Regions from separate parts of the Macaca mulatta genome. Here region 1 is linked to region 2. A link is a contact called in public Hi-C data. All regions are on one chromosome and are shown on one strand. Each heading gives the region's core, a stretch centred on a gene start, on an enhancer-like site or on the middle of the called end of the contact. The rest is flanking DNA. Distances are from core to core; before and after follow the strand shown.

Region 1 (5,116 bases), core at 387-2,886, 810 kb after region 2:
TGATTTATTTGACGTTCAGAAGTTAGATTATTTTTCTTTTTTTTTTTTTTTCTTTAGACGGAGTTCCGCTGTTGTTGCCCAGGCTGGAGTGCAATGGCGCGATCTCAGCTCACTGCAACTTCCGTGTCCCCCAGGTTCAAGCAATTCTCCTGCCTCAGCCTCCCGAGTAGCTGGGATTACAGGCGTTAGCCACCACGCCCGGCTAATTTTTGTATTTTTAGTAGAGATGGGGTTTTATTATTTTGGTCAGGTTGGTCTCGAACTCCTGACCTCAGGTAATCCGCCTGCCTCAGCCTCCCAAAGTGCTGGCATTAGCGGTGTGAGCCACCGCGCTCAGCCATTAGTTAGTTCTTTAATAGCAGTGTAAGCAAGGGGTAGGAAAAGAGAAACTTTAATGGGGTAACTGTAAAGGAAAAGGCGAAGAAGTCACTCCATTTACTGGCTGAGTTCTATCTACCCCATAGGGCTACCAACATTTGTCTGAGTCATTTCCTCAGTGGTTGTGACAGCTCCCTCTCCTGCTTTTAGAAGGAGGAAGTAGAAAGTTTAAGAGCTTACTTTAGACCACCTTTTGCATATAGAATTCATTTCATTTTCAAGGCCCCAAGGGTATTTAAATGGTCTTTAAACCCATTTAAACCGGGCTTTCGCCTGGGCATTTTGGTCTCCACCCCTATGATAAGACAGTCTCCTCCTTTTATCAGGGACAGAAGCTAAGGATAAACTGCATCATCATCTAGACTCAAGTCAGGACGTTAAGCAATGTGGTGGGGAGCTAATGCTGATTCTCTTCCCTTCCTCCCCCGTATCTTGTAAGAGCTAGTATACCCACTTTACAGATTAGGGACTTGAAGATAGAATTTATTGAACTTGAGCTTGGTAAACATAATCCAGAGGGTAGAGTTCAGACAAAATCCCTACCTAAAAACCGGCCTATGAAAGATCTTTTAATAAATGGGACCCAAACTTCAGGATCACTGCTCCTCTCACTTTCACAATCAACCTGTAAAGAAAAAAAGTAATGGTTGCCACACCAGAGAGGGTGGAAGTACAGAAACGATCAGAGGAGAGGAACAATCTTTAACACAGTTGGCTTAACGCAGTGCCTCTCCGTTTCGCGAAAGTTCAAACGACTACTATGGGGCCACGGTTTGTTCCGGGCCAGGAAACACACGTGCATCCTGCGCATGCGCCCAAAAGCAACCCACTGCCCCTCCTGCTGAACCTCTTTAGCCAAGTCATCAACCAGCCCTCAAAATGCCCGCCCTCAAGACTAAACCCTCCGCCAATCAGGAAACCGGACTCGTCAGGCACGTCACTTATTTTGCATATGCCCTCCTCTCCCCGCCCCCATTCCTGGACTCCGCCCCGTCTGGGTCACGGATTGTCACCTAAGCGCTTCGTCCTGGCACCTGATTGGCTCTCTTTCCAGCTCCGCCTCCATCTCCACCCGCCGCCCGCCCCTTGGCGATCACACAGCGGCAGGCAGAGCAAAGTACGCAGGCGCAGGCGCTGCCTCTCTTTTCTAGCGGCCCGCCCTCCCTCCTCCCCCTCCCTCCCCTCCCCACCCCCTTCCCCTCCTCTCCGGGTCTGCGCCCGCGCGTCTTCCTCCGGCACGCGCCGCCGCTAGCCGAGCACTCTCGCCAGAGCCTTTGGCTCGCGCGTGCCTTTTCCCCTCAGGTTGTGGGGAGAGCGGGATCCTGCTCCGCCGTCGCAGCAGCAGCGGCAGCCCCGGCAGCCTCGGGCGACAGCGGCGGCGCGCGAGCCCCCAGGCGGACCGTACCACCGCTCGCCAGCACGCAGGGGGAGCCGCCCGCCTCGCCGCGCACGCCTCGGCGACCCCGCGGGGCTGAGGCGTCGCCGCGCCCGGCAGCGTGAGCGCAGAGCCGGCCCCGACCCCGAGCTCGGAGCCCCGCGGGCCGCGCCCGCCGCCGGCCCCACCCATCCGGGTCGAGGAGGCCGAGGCCATGGCCGAGACGGAGGAGCGGAGCCTGGACAACTTCTTTGCCAAGAGGGACAAGAAGAAGAAGAAGGAGCGGAGCAACCGGGCGGCGAGTGCCGCGGGTGCAGCGGGCAGCGCCGGCGGAAGCAGTGGAGCCGCGGGTGCGGCTGGCGGCGGGGCGGGCACGGGGACCCGGCCGGGCGACGGCGGGACCGCGAGCGCGGGGACTGCGGGCCCGGGGGCCGCCACCAAGGCTGTGACGAAGGTGAGGGGCCGGGAGGCCGGCACTCGGGGCCCGGGCCGCGCGCCGGCGTCCCATGTGCCCGCCCCCGCCTGCCGGGGAAGCGTCCGGGAGGGGCCGCGGGGGCCGGGCGGACGGGCGAGGGCCGCCACGTGACGCAGGCTCCCCACTTCGGGCAGGGCTCGCCTGGGCCGGGACCCCTTCCGACACCCGCCCTGGAGCCGCCCTTCTCACCCCGCGTCGCTCGGCGTTAGCCAGGGCCCAGGCGGCGCCACCCTCCAGGGGCACTAGGTCTGGGGCCGCAGCGCCCAGCACAGAGCAGCGTTTATTGGGTGACGTCTAGGCTGAGTAATTCCGTGTGCTGACCTCAGCCCAGTAGTTTGAGCTGAATTTTCGCTTTCAGCAGCCGCATTTGTAGCAGCTCTTTTGTGATGACTTAGTTTCTAAGCCCGTGAAAGAAAAAGAAAAGTCTCGGTGGCAAGGTTGGGGTAGAAATGTAGTTGTGAAATTCCTACTGACTTCTTCCTTCGGCTTTTCTTAGTTGCTTAAAGTAACAGCTCTCATGCAGGAACCCGGCGGAAGTACAGTGTTAGCCTACGAGCATGTTTGTCCTCCATGTAGCCTAGTTTGCCCCAGAACGAAGCAAGGGCTTTGACCGGTATATAAGTGCCTACTCAGTTTAGGTTCCAGCCACTTGATCCACTTTTCGTAGTGTGTTATTTGCTTAGTTATATGTCTACAAATAGCTTTAATTGATCAAATGGCGTTTGTTTTACAGGACGAAGATGAGTGGAAAGAATTGGAGCAAAAAGAGGTTGATTACAGCGGCCTCAGGGTTCAGGCAATGCAAATAAGGTATGGTCTGGTTACAAATGTGTTTAGATAACTTTTAGGACAGATACTGGATACAAGTTAGGTTTTCCTTTAGCCCCAAAGCAGCATCATAGTAGCCTTGTGCTCTAGATAGGCTTATTAGGACTCAACTGGGTTCTGTCTACTCTTTCTCACTGCGTGAAGGCAGCCCTTCCGTGTGCTCATCAAATTAGCTACTGACTCTAAAATCCTGTGAGAGCTTGCCTACTTCCAGTTCTGGTGAGGCCTTTTCATTTGAGACAGCTAAAATGGATTTTGTCACTTCAGAATTTTCACTGTTAACATCGGTGATTGTACTTAGTTTTGGTTTCAAAAATAATGTGGATTTTTTCACATCCTCTCCAATAAGCAAGTGAATGTATTTTTGTAATTGAAGTATATCATACTTACAGAGAGAGAGAGGTTTCATGTGTTCACACAGTGCTACCAACCTGTGCAGTAAGTACGCAGGTCAAGAAACTTGAGTATTACTAATACAGAACAAGGTTCGCCTCCTAACACCTACTCACTGCATTCACCTTCAACACAACCACTATCCGTAATTTTTTCTAAAACTTAATAGGAATGGAATTATATGTGTAAACATGTTATTTTTTAAAGTTCAAGAAAACAGTAATTTTAAAAAATTGGGTAGTTTAGAAGATTTGAAATTAACATTTTGTTAAGTCCAGTCTATGGCAGTCAACTTTGATGCTAAGTGCCGTATTTTGGAGGGTTCATAAAGTAGGAAAAAAACAAGTGAAGATATGGATCTGCTTTAAGATTAAAAAATCCTTTGCTCCCAGTTTAAATAAAAAAGGATTTTGATAAACTGTCTCCAGTTTGAAGCTTGCATTTTATAGGCAATGCCAGTGAGTGCGAGGCACAGTGGAGGAAGTACTTTCCTTAACTGAAAACTGTCTTTTGACCTCTCTGGATGTTAGTATCTATAGCTTTAGATAACTTTTTCAAAAAGCAGTGTTAATAATTTGTTGAATACCTACCACAGCTAGGCATTAATGTCCTGTGAAAACATCATTTTGTGAGCTTAGCCAAAGTGAAACCCCCGACTGATAATGGGAAACTTTCAGGAACGGTAGCTTCTCCACTCTTGAGATTTCTTTATAGTGGTGTTGAGTAGAAGTGATTAGGCTTAAGTTTGATTCCCAACCACTTGTTGGCTTCCTTCATGTATCTTCATCTTTTCTGTCTCCTGGGGCTTGACCTGTAAAGAATGGGGGAGGAGCGGATGTGAGGTTCTTCCCTTTTGGGGTTGTGGAACTACCTGTGTGTGTGGCTCCTGTTCTGTTGTAAAATTTGGCTCTTCTTGTCTTTTTTTTCCTAAGTGACTGCAGGTTCTTGAAAACGTGAGTGACTGTAAGAATAGTGTTTGGCCATGTCGAACTTGGCAAAAGTAGCACTTTACTGAAGATAAAATTTTGGTTTCAAGTTCACTGACGATTAGAAATTGATTTTATTAAACTATGGATATTATTTAAACAGAACCTGTGTTTTTTCTGTTATTGACTATAAGTTACATGTTCATCTTCAGAGTTATTTTGGTCTTGATCTATTTTGGTTACTCTTGAGATCGTGAAAAGTGTCTTAAATAACTTACATACTTCACCCTTGCCAGGGATATAAGTATCAGCTAGTACAAGCCTTTAAGTTCTGCTCAACCTGAAGTAGAGTAGCTTTTATATTGTCTTTTGGTTTCTTAACATCTAGTTATTGGCCTGAAGTGGCCATCCTAGTAGAGGTATTCCACTAACCTGCAACGCTGAGAAACTCTCTTTCCCATATGCTCATCCATCAATCTCTGCTACATGTGCTTTATCTTATTCTCTTTCTCAATATACTGAGAGTTAGCTGCAGATGTCACCGTCAGTCTTTTTTTTTTTTTGAAACAGAGTTTCGCTCTTGTTGCCCAGGCTGGAGTACAGTGGCACGATCTAAGCTCACCACAACCTCCAACCCCTGGGTTCAAGCGATTCTAATGCCTCAGCCTCCTGAGTAGCTGAGATTACAGGCATTTGTCACCGCACCCGGCTAATTTTGTATTTTTAGTAGAGACGGAGTTT
Region 2 (4,735 bases), core at 2,103-4,602:
CTCTGAAGTTTGCTCTCCAACTCCCTCTTGGCCCTCAGTAAGTCCTGAATTTCATTTTCTTTGGTCTCTCTAAAAATCTTTAAAAAGAATAATTTTAATTTAGAAAGTTTTTTTATAATCAAAAAGTTGTGTCATCAACTTTAAGGGAAAAATATTTCATTCATAAAACCAATATTCATTTGGTCCTCGATGTCCCCTTTCGTAGGGTGAATGTCCCAGTACCTTTACCTTACTGTTTTGCAACTGGAAGCCACTGGAATTCCAGCAGGATGCATGTCCGTGGTGTGGGTCTGTCATGTGCACTGCATGACGTTTAGGAAATCTGTTTCTCTTTCCCACTAAATACCAATAATACAACATCCCTAAACATTTCCACATGCTTTTCCCCATACAGAAACGCTTCCCTTCTTTTCGAAATTGTTATTAAAATGTTCACTTTCATACATTTTTCTTTGAAATGATCTCAAGTTTACCACATCTAACTCAAAAATGTGAAAGTGCCCTACGCTAATTCTTACAATTTTCATGAATCCTACATAACTTACTTCTATTTATTCACCACATTATATATTATATACACTTTTAGAATATACTGTTTTATTCCATGTTGCTTTGGGGGTAAAAATGTAAGGAATTTACCTTGAATTGCCTTTTAACTTTATCTCTGTCATGTTCAAATGTTGCTGCTCTCTCCATTGCTTGGTATTTTGCTTCTAAAGCACTTTCTTTTTCTCGAAGTATCTTCTGGTATGTTTTTTGAAGTGCCTACAATAATTTACCTCGTTATTTCCTAACAAAAATAGTCTTGCTCCCCAATTTTACATTCTTATATATATATATATATGTTACGTATCTTAGAATTTTAAGTCTACTTATTATTTTACCAATTATCAGGAACTTCATGTTGCCATTTTATTCAAAACATAATGGAAAAAAACCGCAAGCATGCTGGAACTACAACAAATAAAGACTTCAACATTAAGCTTTCAATGGACATTAACTTTTTTTGAAACACTGCATCAGTTCTTAAACTTCTTTATGCCTTTTCCATCTTTGTGATAGTAAACATTACATTTTATAAGGCTTAACTTGAAGGATACTTAGTTCTAGGAGACTGTGTGCCCCTTGGCACTATGTCTTATTCATCTCACCATCCCTTGGGCACTTCACAGTGCCTGGTACGCTGCAGGTCTCCAGTAAATGTCTGACTCAATGAATGAAATATAGAAGAGTTTTTTCATGCCTCGATATGTGAGAAAGGAACCAGTATGTTTCACAGGAAATCAGGACTTGTGACAGGAGTGACTGTGACACTTGCCAACCCTTATTGCACCCCGCCCTGTTTGGTCTGGCCTTTTCTACCCCCACCGTGCAGTTGTTTCCAACGTACAATGTCTGTTGGGCAGTGGCTTGGACACATTAAATCAGATACTTGAAATGCGCGAGTCCATTTTATACATGCAAGTGCATTAAGGCTGCCCAGTAGGAAAACTGATAAGACAACAGATAAACTGCTATACGGACTTCTTCCCAGACAACCACATTAATTACACAACCGCTAATGAGGGAGTTTAAAAATAAAAACAACAACAACGAAACCTGACTAGAAGAACGTCTAGTCTTGAAGACAGGAGGCTTTTTCTCTTTTAGAAAAATCAGTCTGAGGTATTTATTTCACCCCTACTGTAACGACTCCAGGAACTCTTAGGCTGCCTAGAAGTCTCTCCCACAGTGAAGAATAAACAAACGACACAACAACGATCAGAGGGGCCCCAAACTGATGGCAAAAAGTCTTAGAGATTTGCTCACAGAAAAGCAACCTCTTGCTTTATATGCTTTTTTTTTTTTTTTTTTTTTTTTTTTTGGAGACGGAGTCTCGCTCTGTTGCCCAGGTTGGAATGCAATGGTGCAATCTCGGCTCGGTGCAATCTCAGCTCACTGCAACCTCCGCCTCCTGAGTTCACGCCATTCTCCTGCCTCAGCCTCCCGAGTAGCTGGGATTACAGGCGCCTGCCACCATGCGCAGCTAATTTTTGTATTTTTAGTAGAGACGGAGTTTCATCATGTTGGCCAGGCTGATCTCGAACTCCTGACCTCAGGTCATCCGCCCGCCTAGGCCTCGCAAACTGTTGGGATTACAGGTGTGAGCCACCACGCCCGGCTGCTTTATATACTATTTTAGTGAATTATAATGGACCTGCTACATGGAGGGCATGCAATAATTAATTTTAGAGTAAATTAATCAAATGGACTAAGGAAATTTGACTACATCTAGAAAAGGTTTTCAATCATAGCAGTTAAGATGGTGAGAATCAGGAGGCTTCCAGAAAATTTCATGTCAAGACCATTACAATGCAAGAGCCATGAAACTTCACAAAGAAACCGACACATGAGCCCCACTTTGGAGCCCCAGGCAAAATTTTTATAGGGAGGGGGAGGATAAAACTCCTAGGAAGAGTTTGTTGAGTTGCTTCAACAGATGTCACCAGCCTTCTGAGGGGGTGGGCGCGGGGGCCGGAGTGGAGCTGGAGATTGGCATTTGCCTCCTCAGGACACTTTATGGCTAATTTCTTCTAGGTGTCTGAATAAATAAACCAGAAATAGAAAAGCGGGGGCCAGGCGCGGTGGCTCACTCCTGTGATCCCAGAACTTTAGGAGGCCAAGGCGTGAGGATCGTTGAGCCAGGAGTTCCAGGCTGCAGTGAGCCGCGATCGTGCCACCGCAGCGAGACCCTGTCTCCAAAAAAAGAGACAGATAAAGGGGAGGGAATTAAGGAATCATTTCAGACTCGAAGAGAATATGGCCTCTCAAATTAAAATACGCAGTTTCCGCCGAACTTTCAAAGCCGCTTGGTTTGGAGAAGGAGGACGGTCGTGCTTCCCAGGGGTCTCCCGGCGTCGCGGCGCGGCGCGGCGCGGCCCGGCCCGGCGTTACCTGCAGTTCGGCCCGCAGCCGCTTGTTCTCTGTGTCCAGCTTGGCCTCGCGGCGGCCCATGGACAACAACTCCTGGTTCTTGCTGACGCGGAAGATCTCGTACTCCTTCTTGAGCCGCTCGTACTCGGCCGCCGCGTACTCCAGCTCGGGCACCGACGAGCCGGTGGACTTGAAGCTGGCCCCCAGCAGCCCGCCCGCACCTGCCCCGCGGGGAAGCGACCCCGGCCCGGACCCCGCCGCCGCCCCCGCGCCTCGGCGGAACGAGTTGCGTAGCAGGCGGGCCTTGGGCTTCACCTCCACCGGGATCTCGCAAGCCTCGCCGCCGCCCGCCCCGTACGTGTCCTCGATCACCTCCCCGCCCGCGGGGCTCACGAGCGACGAGGCGGTCCCCATGGTGTCCGCGGCGGCCACTAGCTAGTGGGTACCGGCGGGGCTGAGCAGCTGAACGGAGCGGGACGGGGCGGGGCGGCGGGATGGAGCGAGGCTGGAGAGCAGGACCGGGCTGAAGAGCGGGACCGGGCTGGAAAGCAGGACGGGGCTGGGCAGCGGAACGGGGCGGGGCCCGAGAGCAGGACTGGGCGAGGCAGCGGAACGGGGCTAGGCGGGAGAACAGGATGGGGCGGGGCAACTAGAGGGGCGGGGCAGCAGGACGCGGCGGGGCAGCAGAACGGGACGGGGCGGGGGAGCAGGACGGGGCGGGGCAGAGGAACGGGGCGGTGTGGGAGTGCTGGATGGGGCGGGGCAACCGGAGGGGCGGGGCAGCGGGACGGGGCGGGGCAGCGGGACGGGGCGGGGCGGCGGGACGGGGCGGGGCGGCGGGACGGGGCGGGGCGGCAGGACGGGGCGGGGCGGCAGGACGGGGCGGGGCGGCAGGACGGGGCGGGACAACAAGAGGGGCCGGGCAAGTGGGGCGGGGTATATGGGCGGGGCAGGGCAAACGGGGTGGGTCAAGAAAGCAAAAAGGGCGAGGCGGGCTAGCAAGAAGGGCGGGGCTCGCAGGAAGGACGGGGCGAGTGGCGACTGTGCAGGACCAGCATCGGACTGGATGTTGTTGGAGTGGTGCTCCGACGCGGGGCTTCTCTCCGTTGTCTCCGCCCCGCTCGAGGCTCCCTGGCGGGCGTGCCTTACAGGGAGCACAGGCCTGGGTCCCAGCTGCTCCACCAATGCTGCAGCTATTTCTTTCGCTGCCGCCGTGCCTTACCGGAAACTCCTTTCTGGAAGCAGTTGGGAAATCTGAAAAATTTATGGAGTGCCTGCTATGTGCTTCCCGCGATGTCTCTCTCTTAGTTTGCATGTAGATAGAATGACCAGCAAGGAATAATGCCAGCCAAGAAAGAGCTTTTAGATTTTACGGTCTGAAACCACCAGGGACAATCCTTAGACAAGGTAAGTTTTTTAACTCATTGCAACATGAGACATTGGAGACCGCCCACCAATCTCTTCTTCATTCCCTCCATCAAAGTGGCTAGTCATCTTTTCTCTTACCCTTTAGATTTTCTTCAGGAAGAAGTCATACGCCAGACCTTTGCATTCTTCAAAATCCAGAGTATACATACTAATTTCTTCAGGTGGTCTCCTGAGATAAAGGGAAACATTTCCACCATCACAGTACCTTAAGAACTTTCCACCTTTTCACATCCGTTATGATCTCTAACTCCTAATTTTTGAATTCTCCTTGTGGATCAGGGGTTTAAGGATCATCCACTAGGTTTCTGACTAAACACTTTGAACATTTTTGCATCTTAGTACCTCCTTTGGAATGGGCCTCGGCTGAACACTTCTATAACTATGCTTGAGTAAT

Evidence for each region. Hi-C and Micro-C count contacts between places; a contact is called where the count stands out from the background.
Region 1: a Hi-C map of fetal cortex germinal zone shows a contact between it and region 2, with 5 times the contacts expected there. The contact joins the promoter of CDV3 here to the promoter of NPHP3 in region 2. A contact is called at or near these places in 3 of 14 Hi-C or Micro-C datasets (fetal cortex germinal zone, fetal cortical plate and liver).

Annotation. Positions count from the first base shown.
Region 1 is chr2:36,624,596-36,629,711 of T2T-MMU8v2.0, forward strand. It overlaps CDV3 (CDV3 homolog), which reads left to right and starts at 1,637. Exons shown (of 5, transcript XM_077991474.1): 1 at 1,637-2,207; 2 at 2,962-3,038. The coding sequence starts at 1,968.
Region 2 is chr2:35,814,293-35,819,027 of T2T-MMU8v2.0, forward strand. NPHP3 (nephrocystin 3) reads right to left here and starts at 3,353. Exons shown (of 28, transcript XM_077991469.1): 1 at 2,935-3,353; 2 at 640-765; 3 at 1-77. The coding sequence starts at 3,327. LOC106997117 (a long non-coding RNA gene) reads left to right here and starts at 3,914. Exons shown (of 10, transcript XR_003727106.2): 1 at 3,914-4,320.